Linked DNA regions of Hordeum vulgare: region 1 is linked to region 2. The links are chromatin contacts, called in public Hi-C maps. All regions are on one chromosome and are shown on one strand. The core of a region is the stretch at or near the end of the contact, and the rest is flanking DNA. Distances in the headings are between cores, read along the strand shown. Region 1 holds the start of LOC123449233 (cytochrome P450 90B2). Region 2 holds the start of LOC123449229 (glucan endo-1,3-beta-glucosidase 7-like).

The links. Hi-C and Micro-C count contacts between places; a contact is called where the count stands out from the background.
Region 1: a Hi-C map of leaf shows a contact between it and region 2, with 4 times the contacts expected there. The contact joins the promoter of LOC123449233 here to the promoter of LOC123449229 in region 2. A contact is called at or near these places in 3 of 6 Hi-C or Micro-C datasets (leaf and seedling).

Annotation. Positions count from the first base shown.
Region 1 is chr4H:517,356,841-517,362,000 of MorexV3_pseudomolecules_assembly, reverse strand. It overlaps LOC123449233 (cytochrome P450 90B2), which reads right to left and starts at 2,256. Exons shown (of 8, transcript XM_045126374.1): 1 at 1,392-2,256; 2 at 927-1,260; 3 at 543-695. The coding sequence starts at 1,648.
Region 2 is chr4H:516,736,932-516,742,102 of MorexV3_pseudomolecules_assembly, reverse strand. It overlaps LOC123449229 (glucan endo-1,3-beta-glucosidase 7-like), which reads left to right and starts at 1,281. Exons shown (of 3, transcript XM_045126369.1): 1 at 1,281-1,961; 2 at 2,891-3,894; 3 at 3,971-4,233. The coding sequence starts at 1,883. The coding sequence ends at 4,177. It overlaps LOC123449230 (DNA polymerase I), which reads right to left. Exons shown (of 14, transcript XM_045126372.1): 13 at 5,038-5,112; 14 at 4,428-4,947. The coding sequence ends at 4,831.

The DNA of each region.
Region 1 (5,160 bases), core at 1,007-3,506, 620 kb before region 2:
CAAACACCGGTGCAAATTCATTCTATATATAGATAGAAGGGTGGCCATCGAAGTGGGTTTAGCAGAAAGAAAATAAGCATGGATGGAATCGATCCAGTGGCCTCTGATTGGACCTGATGTAGCCGTACGTGTGCACCAATCCTTTGGACCATCCACTATTCGGAACCCACACCCCTACTAGCTGCTAGTAGTACATGCTGCCATGTTGTAGAGTAGTAATATTAATAATGCGTCCCTTCTTCTGATGGCTCTCTGCATATGCAGCATCGATGCATGGGCCATGTATACTACTACTACATGACTATGAATTTCAGTAACAATGTTAAAACATATGCTTCCTGTGAGAGGACAAGAAACTAGAAACCAAAGGCTACAAGACAAGAGAGATTTCATAATCTCCAACTTATTTTTCGGTACTGTTACTAGACGAGACACCCAAGCGTGCGCACAGAGAGAGGGACAGGTAGCCGGTACTCTAGTAGTACTAGCGGCGTGTTGACTGGTGAGTGTTGTTGTTGTTGTGTAGGAGTAGGAGTACTGACCTTGAGGGCCTTCCAGTAGGCCGTCCCGGGGAAGTTGAGGGGCGCGGACACCACCCCCTTCATGAAGGTGATGTACTCGAGCCTCAGCCGCTCCGTCTCCTCCTCGCCGGGGTCCATGCTCATGATGTTCTTCGCCATCAGGTTAAACGTGAACTGCACGCACCATCCATCCGTCGTTAGTTAGCTTAGCTACCACCCCACTGTGGCCGGGCGGGCGTACGATCTTGCTTGCTTGCTTGCATCGCATGGACCACGCCGCCACCACCACCGCCTCCTCAGCTGTGCCTGTGATGCGGCCGGGTGCACGGCAAGTAGCTAGCTAGTATATGCTGTGCATGGCGCGGTGTTAATCGGACAGTCGTTGGTGGCAGAGCGGAGAGATACCTTCTTGGCTTCGTGCTGGGCGGAGAAGACGGCGGAGGAGGAGGAAGGCAGCCAGTCGCGGAGGACGAGGAGGGTGTGGCGCTCCACCTCCGGGAGGAGCACGGCGCGGAGGCGGAGGGAGCTGAGGAAGTTGAGGGAGATGGAGCGCATCTCGCGGTGGGGGTCGCCCACGAGCACCAGCATGGACCATTTGCCCAGGATGCCGCCGATGCTCCGCGGGTAGCTGCACTCGAACAGCCGCCCCTCGTTCTGCAGGATGTACCGGTTCAGCCCCGCGTCCGCCGACACCACCGTCCGCTCCCCGAACAGGCTCGACCGGTATATCTTCCCGTACCTGCATCCATACCCATACCATACCATACCATCATACGACGTCAGCCCGAATGCTCCATCCATCGTCCGCCTGTTCGCGGTCGCATGCCTGTATGTATGTATGTATGTATGTATGCATATGTGTACACCAACCGTGCGATGTGCTGGTTCATGAACTGGCCGATGGAGGTGGCCGGGTGGGCGCGGAGGTACCCGAAGGTCTCGCCGACGAAAGGCCAGCCGGCGGCGCCGGGCGGCAGATTCGGCCGCTTCTTCTTCGTCCGGCCGCTCCACCGGTGGAGGCCATGGCATTTGGCCACGCTGCTGGTGTAGAAGGTGAGCAGGGCCAGGAGGATGAAGGGGAGGAAGAAAAGGAGCTCGCTGGTTATGGAGGCCATCATGGCGGCCATGAGCTACTGATCGATTGAGAACCCGCAGTTCCCTTCTCGATCACTCGCTCTCGCTGCGTTGGCGTGTGTATGTGTGAGCGATGATGGCCCTGGAGAGAGAGCGAGAGAGGGAGAGAGAAAATAAAACGGAGGCCGGATTAAAGAGTGGCTTTAAGCTCTAAAGAAAGATTTCTCTCTCTGCGAGCTTTGTGCAAAGAAAATCTTGCTGGGAAGGCGCCCACTTCGCCCTTCCCTCCTCTCTCTGTTGTGGTGCTCTTATATAAGTTTTTGAGGTGTGTGACAGGGAGGAGGAGGTGGTTGTGGGCATTCTTTTAGCCAGATTTTAATTTTTGGTGCGGCGCAGGGCGTGGGGACACTGCCACATCTTTCCTTTTTCCTCTCTATATATAATACTCTACTCCATTTCTCTCGGATTTGGAAATACAAATAATCATTACTCTCTCCGTCCGAACTCACAGGCCCTCGTACGCCGAATCAACCATGGAATTCGCGCAATGCGACCATTCCTTCCGGGTTTTTGAACGGTTACGTGGTGGCACTCGTGTGGCCAAGCCACGCTGCAGATGCTTCGGGTTTCACTTCAGTTGAAAAAGAAGAAAAATTACAAGGAAAATAGATCGTAGATGTGGTCCACACGGGGTCACATGTTTAACCGAGTTTAGTATATGGGCAAAGAGTTTTAATTAAGTCTCATGTTTCACACACCCACATGTTTTACTAACAACATGGGGTAATCATGCTCAAGGGTTGCATAGGTAATTAAATTTGTTTATTAAATGCTACCAGCCACGGTAATTTGTGACATCTAATTTGTTTTTGCAGGGTGCGCATATTATGTAGTATAGCTCTTATCAAAGCAATATGTTGTATGAGATGCAAAGTGATTGTAGTTCTATTTCATGGCATCCATGATGCAAAGTGATTGTAGTTCTATTTCATGGCATCCATGTTGTGAGCACGTCATGATGGTTGGAGTCATATGATTATTATTAACTTAATTGCCCTAGGGGTAAAGGTAATGCATTTATTTTTATTATCTATGGACATAACAATAGTTATAGTTGCACAAACACTAGTAGAAAACATGCCTTTCGTCCTGAGCATTAGTCCTGGTTGTGTTTCTGACCGGGACTAATGTGATCATTTGTCCCGGTTCCAACGGCTAGGGAGCGTCTCGAGGCACGGCTAGGATTAGTCCCCGTTCAATTGTGACCTTTAGTCCCGGTTGTATTACAAACCGAGACTAAAGGGGTGATGGCATGCTGGTGGTAGGCTGGGGGTCAGCGAACCCATTTCGTCCCGGTTGGTATTACCAACCGGTACTAGAGGTGTACCTTTAGTCCCGGTTTGTATCCACAACCGAGACTAAAGATGTCCCTATATAAACCCCTTCGTCCAGCCCAAGCTCATCCTCTCTGTTTTCCCCATAGCTCGAGCTCTCATCCTCCATTTTTGTCAACATTTGTCAAGATTTGAGGCACCCCATCTATCCAAGGGTTGTAAAAGGTTAGCAACTTCATGCTTTCACCTCTCATTGCTAGTTTAGCTTGTTTCATGATCTATAGGTATAGTGAGTTGTGGTTTTTAGTGTGGGAGTAATTATGTGAGAGTTTATTTGAATAATATGCAATTATGGGTGAAATGATGATACCATGCCAAATTTCAACCTTTTAAGAGGTCATTTGTAGTGATTTTCTATTTGAGGATCATTTAGCTAAAAAAAATCATTAAATGCATGAAAAATAGCAAATGAAGTGAGAAATGGTTGAAAATTGATGACGTGGCTTCGAATGGTGCATATTGTACGCTGAAAAAGTCTGGAGTTGAAATAAGCTTATAAATGAAATGCCTTTGTAACTAATGAGTATTCGTCCGAAACCGTGATACTTCGAAAAAGATTGACAAGTTTGTACACAAAGTGCATTCACTTTTTGCCGTAACCCTCTCAACTTTTTTAGCACATGCTATGTGGGTGAAATGATGATAACATGCCAAATTTCAACCTTTTTAGAGGTCATTTATAGTGCTTTTCAATTTGAGGGTCATTTAGCTCAAAAAAGTCATTAAATGCATGAAAAATAGCAAATGAAGTCAAAGAGGGTTGAAAATTGATGATGTGGCTTTGCATATTGAATGTACAAAAAGTCCAAAGTTAAAATGAGCTTAAAAAATGAAATTCCTTTGTAACACATGAGTATTCATCCGAAACCTTGATATTTCAAAAGAGATTATCCAATTTGTACATGAAGTGCATCGAGTTTTTGCTGTAACCCTCTCAACATTTTAACACATGCTATGTGGGTGAAATGATGACACCATGCCAAATTTCAACCTTTTCAGAGTTCATTTGTAGTGCTTTTCAATTTCAGGGTCATTTAGCTCAAAAGCTTTTATAAAACTATAGTTATGATCAAAATAATATTAAATTTAAAATATATAAATTATATACAAATAAAATTCAAATATCCTAAAAATGTCTAAAAATGCTATTTTTGAATATGTTTAAATGAAAAATAAAATTGAAATATCCTAAAAAGTTTTAAAATTAAAAATAGGAAAAATACCTTTAGTCCGAGTTGATGGCTTCGAATTCACACACCATATGATTTGAAGAAGGTAAAAAAATTAGGATGTGATTTGAAGAAGGTCAAAAAAGTAAGAAAAGTGAGTATGTATAAAAATTAGGATGTAATTTGAAGAAGGTCAAAAAATTCTGGTGATTTCCATGTCCCAAAAATTACATCCCCCGAGTGGGTGAAATGACTTAGCTACAAACTAGATTTCTCCTAAGTTTGGAGAATCACACTCGAGGGCTTAGCTATGATCCAGCAATCATCTAAGCTAAAACGTAATGACTGTGGAAGATTTCCTCACTCGGGGGGCATCTCCACGAACCAGATTTCACCTAAGCTCTAAATGTTTTTCAAGTGCGGAAGATATCTTCACTCGGTGATTTCGCTACGGACCAGATTTCGTCTAAGTCCTAAAACTCCTGAGTGTGGAAGATGTCCACACTCGAGGGCTTAGCTACGATCCATCAATCGTCTAAGCTAAACGTTTCAAGTGCATAAGATTTCCTCACTCAGGGGCTTTGTCGTGAACCAGATTTAGCATGAACTCTAAACGTTTTCCGAGTGCGCGAAGATTTCTTCACTCGGTGACTTTGCTGCGAACAAGATTTTATGAAATCCTAAAGATCCCAAGTGTGGAAGATTTCCACACTCAGGGGCTTATCTGCAATCCAACAAACGTCGAAGCTAAAATGTTCTGAGTGCGAAAGGTTTCCTCACTCGGGGGCTTTGCCTCGAACCAGATTTTGCATAAGCTCCAAATTTTTTTCGAGTGCTGAAGATTTCTTCACTCGGTGAATTTGCCGCGAACCATATTTCGTTGAAGTCCTAAAAATCCTGAGTGTGGAAGCTTTCCACACTCGTGGGCTTAGCCGCGATCCAACAATCATCTAAGCTAAAACATTTTGAGTGCGGCTGATTTCCTCACTCCGGGGCTTCGTC
Region 2 (5,171 bases), core at 32-2,531:
CTACCGCGACTCCATAGCGTACGGTCAACGGGTGCTCAGTTCCTGTGAGCAGGATCATCGAGGTCCCGGCGGGCAGAAAATCTCTCCTTCCCCATCACCAGTCTGGCGAACTTCGAGTCCCACCGGAAACGGGTTGTTCGCTGTGGAAAGGAGAGGATAAGGGTCGCTGAGGCATATCTCACGGAGGAAATGGCAGAAGCGAAGGTGGCTGATGCGAGGTGCAGGCGGCTCTAGAGGAGGAAGCCATCCGCGCGCACATTTTGAGTAAAGGGCAACGGAGAAGCACACACGTCCTCGCCCACGAGCAGAATCGAGCGGTCCGTGAAATGGCCGGACTGCCATCGGAGGAGGTGGAGGAGGTGAGCGACGGTGAGGACAGCTTCGGTGACGAGCAGATCCGGCTCAATCTGTATTGCATCTTCGACCGGTACTTCGGCGAGAAGGACAGCAAGGGCTCCGGGAAAGGCAAGGACAGTCGTGGCTAATGTCCACCGTAGCCAAACATGCCAAATTTTGATAGTACGATGGCATGTTAGTAGTGATGGATTAATCGAACGATGTGTATAATGCATCGACGTAGTAGTTGCATGGTTTGTATGGATTTAAGATATTAGATTTGAGGCATCCGGTTATAGAATATATTATTTAAGGCGTGGCCGGTCAATGTCCGCCAACGCGCCCGGAGGCGCATTCGCAAGCGTTTGAGGGGCCGGATTTGCAAGTTGCGGATGTAGATGATCTAAGTGAGCTCTCACATAGCTTTTGAATCCGTAATATTGAAGGCACAACCTTGATGATAACCTCACCATACTGTATTGTATGGGCCTAGCATACCATTATATTGCAAAAAGTTTAGTTTTCCTCAAGACATCTTCATTAAACCAAACACCTCATCGCTCATGCCTCTATTCCCTCTTGCCTCAGTGGCTGGCCGCCTCGCATCATTCCTGACCACAACCACTCGTTGACAAACCGTAATCCATCCCCTAGATGAAGACAATGTTATCACGCACAACACGCATCACGAGGAATTTAACATCAGTGCTGAGACGCTCATCGACCAAGATTTGGGACGGCCAAATATTACTAGGATGTTCATAATATAATACCTACACACACGCCATGCAATCCAATCGACCAACCCTCTCCCAAGGAACATATAGGTGGCGGGCGCTTTTCAATTGCCATCATGCGTATGGAAAAAATCGCTTCCTTTCATTTCATCTTGACCTTGTCGAACGGGAGGATGATTGAGATAACAATCGTCTCACAATTAATTATCCCGATAACCACCCGTGTGGCCGGTCGCGCGCCACAGCGCCGTTGCGCAAATCCGGAGACACACACAATTGCTAGGAACCAAGGTTAACAATTCCTGCGCAAAATCCCGTGGCCAGAGTCAGCCTACCACATGACAAACGCGGCAAATCAGACGGTTCCAGCCGGGATGCGCCCCTAAATTCCGCGAGACGAAAGCGCCTCGCGGCGCCACCATGCCCATCGCCTCCGTTTTGCTCTCACCGTGCTGGCCCGAGCCACCACCCACCACCCACCAGAGAGAGAGCATTGCGAGCGAAGCCGCGCCCCCTCCCTGATCGTCACCGCTGCCTATATATCTGTCCTGGTACAGCAGGTGCGCCCGCCGCTACGCACAACACAAAGGCAGCAGAAACGAGCGAGGCGACGGCGACCGGCTTCTGCTGTGTGTCGTCCATTCCATCCTTCTTCCCGCCTTCTTTCCGGAAACGACGACAGCCCAAGTAACGCCTCGCCTCGCCTCCTCCATCCATCCTTCCTCTTCCTCGTCTGCCTCGCATTTCCATAGTCGTCCAAGCGGCCAGCCACCGAATCGGGGGCGTTCATCAGGCGGTCGCAGCACAGCATGGCGGGCAGAAGGTGGCGGCTGGATGCTGCTATGATCTTGGGGCTCCTGCACGGCGCCTTCCTCTTCCAATTGGCAAGTAAGCTCCCAGTACCGTTCTGATATGTTTTTTTTTTAATATATAGCTTACCACATATGCCATGTGGTAGGTCGCAGATTCCATATATAGTTTCCCTGCTTCTCTTATGAGTTTTGTTACTTCTGACTTAACCTGTTCCATTCGGAAAAAAATATATATACTTCTGACTTCAGTTGTACGCGGATATATTGAGCGTATGCTTGCTCTTCTGATTGTGATGACAAAAAAGCGGAAATAAGATGGGATTGTGCCGTCCTGATCATACTACTGTATTTCCCAACGCCCAGATAGAGAAAGGAATCATTTTCGGATTTGCTGTCGAGTCTGACCGACCGTCGAGACGTTAACCGTACTAAACACTGTATTAGCGGAAGCTGATGTGCTCAAAGTAAGTAGAACATGAGTGGAAGTAGCTCCTAAGCAACCTCACATGCACGTTATGTTGGCAAGGTTGGCACGAGGTGACTTTGACCGCTGTCCTCACGCTTGAGGAGTCTCCGCGCCCAACCGGCTGGTCATGGAATCTAGCTAGTGGTACGAGTATCAACCAAACTATCAATGCGAAAAAGAAAAAAAGGCAATGCTTCTACAGAGGAAGGTCCAGCACCTAACAACTGTGCATGTGCATGTGCAGTTTCGAAGAGGCCAAGACTGTACAGTCAGTAGCTGCGTACGTACGTATATTTGCATGTTGCCCAACAATACAAAAGTCCGATACATATAGAATTACAGACATGCCCTGGCTCGTTCGCGTCCCAAGAATTTGATGCTTATCACCACTGCATACACGTACAAAAAAACTAGTTGCGACACCATTTTTGTAGTATCTGCTTGACATCAAACATGCGCTTGTTATGAAAACATCCACGGAAGTAACTTCGTTATGCGTTCTAACTCGCCGCGTGGACGTACGTGTTCAACGTTTGCAGCGTCGCAGTCGTTCATCGGGGTAAACTACGGGACGATCGCCGACAACCTCCCGCCAGCGGCGTCGACGGCGAGCCTGCTCACGTCGACGTCCATCGGCAAGCTCCGGCTCTACGAGCCGCAGCCGGACCTCGTCGCGGCGCTCGCTGGGTCCAACATCTCCATCCTCCTGGGCGTGCCCAACTCCGACGTCCCGAGCCTCGCCGCCTCCCCGGCAGCCGCGGCGTCGTGGGCCGCCGCGAACATCCCCACCACGGTGTCCGTCTCGGCCATCTCCGTCGGCAACGAGCTGCTCAACTCCGGGGACCCGACGCTGGGCCCGCAGCTCCTCCCCGCCATGCAGAACCTCCTCGCCGCGCTCCCCGCCGGCTCGACCACCAAGGTGTCGACGGTGCACTCGATGGCGGTGCTGGCGTCGTCGGACCCGCCGTCCTCGGGGGCGTTCCACCCGGACCTCGCCGGCGGCCTGGACCCGGTGCTGGACTTCCTGCGGCAGAACGGCGGGCCGTTCATGGTCAACCCGTACCCGTACTTCGCGTACGCGTCGGACACGCGGGACGAGACGCTGGCCTTCTGCCTGTTCCAGCCCAACCCGGGCCGCGTGGACGCCGCGTCGGGGCTCACCTACATGAACATGTTCGACGCGCAGCTCGACGCCGTCCGGGCGGCGCTGGACGGCAAGGGGTGCGCCGGCGTGGACATCGTGGTCGCCGAGACCGGGTGGCCGTACAAGGGGGACGCCGGCGAGGCCGGCGCCAGGGCGTACAACGGCAACCTCGTGGCGCACCTCAGGTCGCAGGTGGGCACGCCGAGGACGCCCGGCAAGTCGGTGGACACCTACATCTTCGCGCTCTACGACGAGGACCTCAAGCCCGGGCCCGTGTCGGAGCGGTCGTTCGGGCTGTACCAGGCCGACCTCACCGCCAACTACGACATCGGGCTGGCCAAAGGCAGCGCCGCTCCCAGCACGTCAGGCCAGATCGGCGTCACCGCGGCTCCGGCGCAGGTGCTCGCCGAACCTAGTACTGCCTTTGTGCGTTCGATGGAATGGACGGCGCTGACGCTCTTCGATTGTTTTGCAGGGTGCGCCGCAGGGCGGGAGGGGGATAACGCCGGCGGGGTTCTGTGTGACGACGGGCAGCGTGCCGGGGAACACGCAGCCGCAGCAGCAGAGCAGCTCGTGCTACGTACCGGGAACAGCAGCATCGCCAAGAGCTGACGCCGGCGTGCTGCTGCTTGTCTTGTTTGGTGTTTTGCTGGGCCTGGCAATGGTGGCCCCAAGTAGGTAGATGACTGTATAGATAGTCATTTTCTGAATGAAAACTCCTATGACTTTTGGAACGCAGACATTACTCTTTGTGTGCATAAGAATTCACCGGCTGAGGACAAAGAAAAATGGTCAAACTTGGCACATGATCGAACGACGAACTAATCAGGTGTAATTTTCATCTTAGGAGGCGAAACTTAGCACATGATCGAACGACGAACCAATCAGCCGCCTTGCATCTCTCTACCCTTAGGCCGCGCTTGGGATCGATGGAATTGAATACAAGTGTAATTTACCGGCCAAGAGCTGTTTTCGACTGGATACAAAAATGACCGTGGGAGGTCTGTAAGTCTTATATGGGGGTATCTGAAATGGAAGCGCTAATCCAAACAGGGCCTTAGTTAGAAGTACAAAAAAATACGTTACCGATGTGTTTTATCTACAAAGCTCAAACTACCTATGATTAGTTTCATGGTATGCACAGTTTGTCTAAGCAGGCAACGTCGAATCTTTCTTGCGCGCTTCAGCACAACCAGCAACGAGATGAATTCTCTCTTCGGGTATGGTGAGTGCTCCATAGGCAGAAGCTAGCCGATCGCATTGTACTGGTCTCCTATCTTCTCGCCTAATTATCCGAACATTCTTGAGGGTCACTACTGAAAAACTCTGGCATCGTCATGATTCAAGTTTGTTCCAAAGATACAAAGCTCTTCTGATGATTTGGTCTGCCGACGATCCTTCTGCATACGCTTCCAAAGCTCGCAGCAGATTTATGAATTTGGCGCCATCATCCTGAAAGGCAGGATAGCAGCATAAGCAGGAAGCACAAAATGAACAGAACCTAGTGGTACTGAAGATATACGATGCTACGGCTTGACTTGCCTTTGGCTTCTGGAAGACGAGGTCGGGGGTCTTAAAAGGAACCATGTAGGATGGAAGGTCACAACGTAGTATGGCCTACAGCAAGAATAACCTCGATCAAAAGAGTTCAGTCGAGGGATGGTCTCATCTATTAG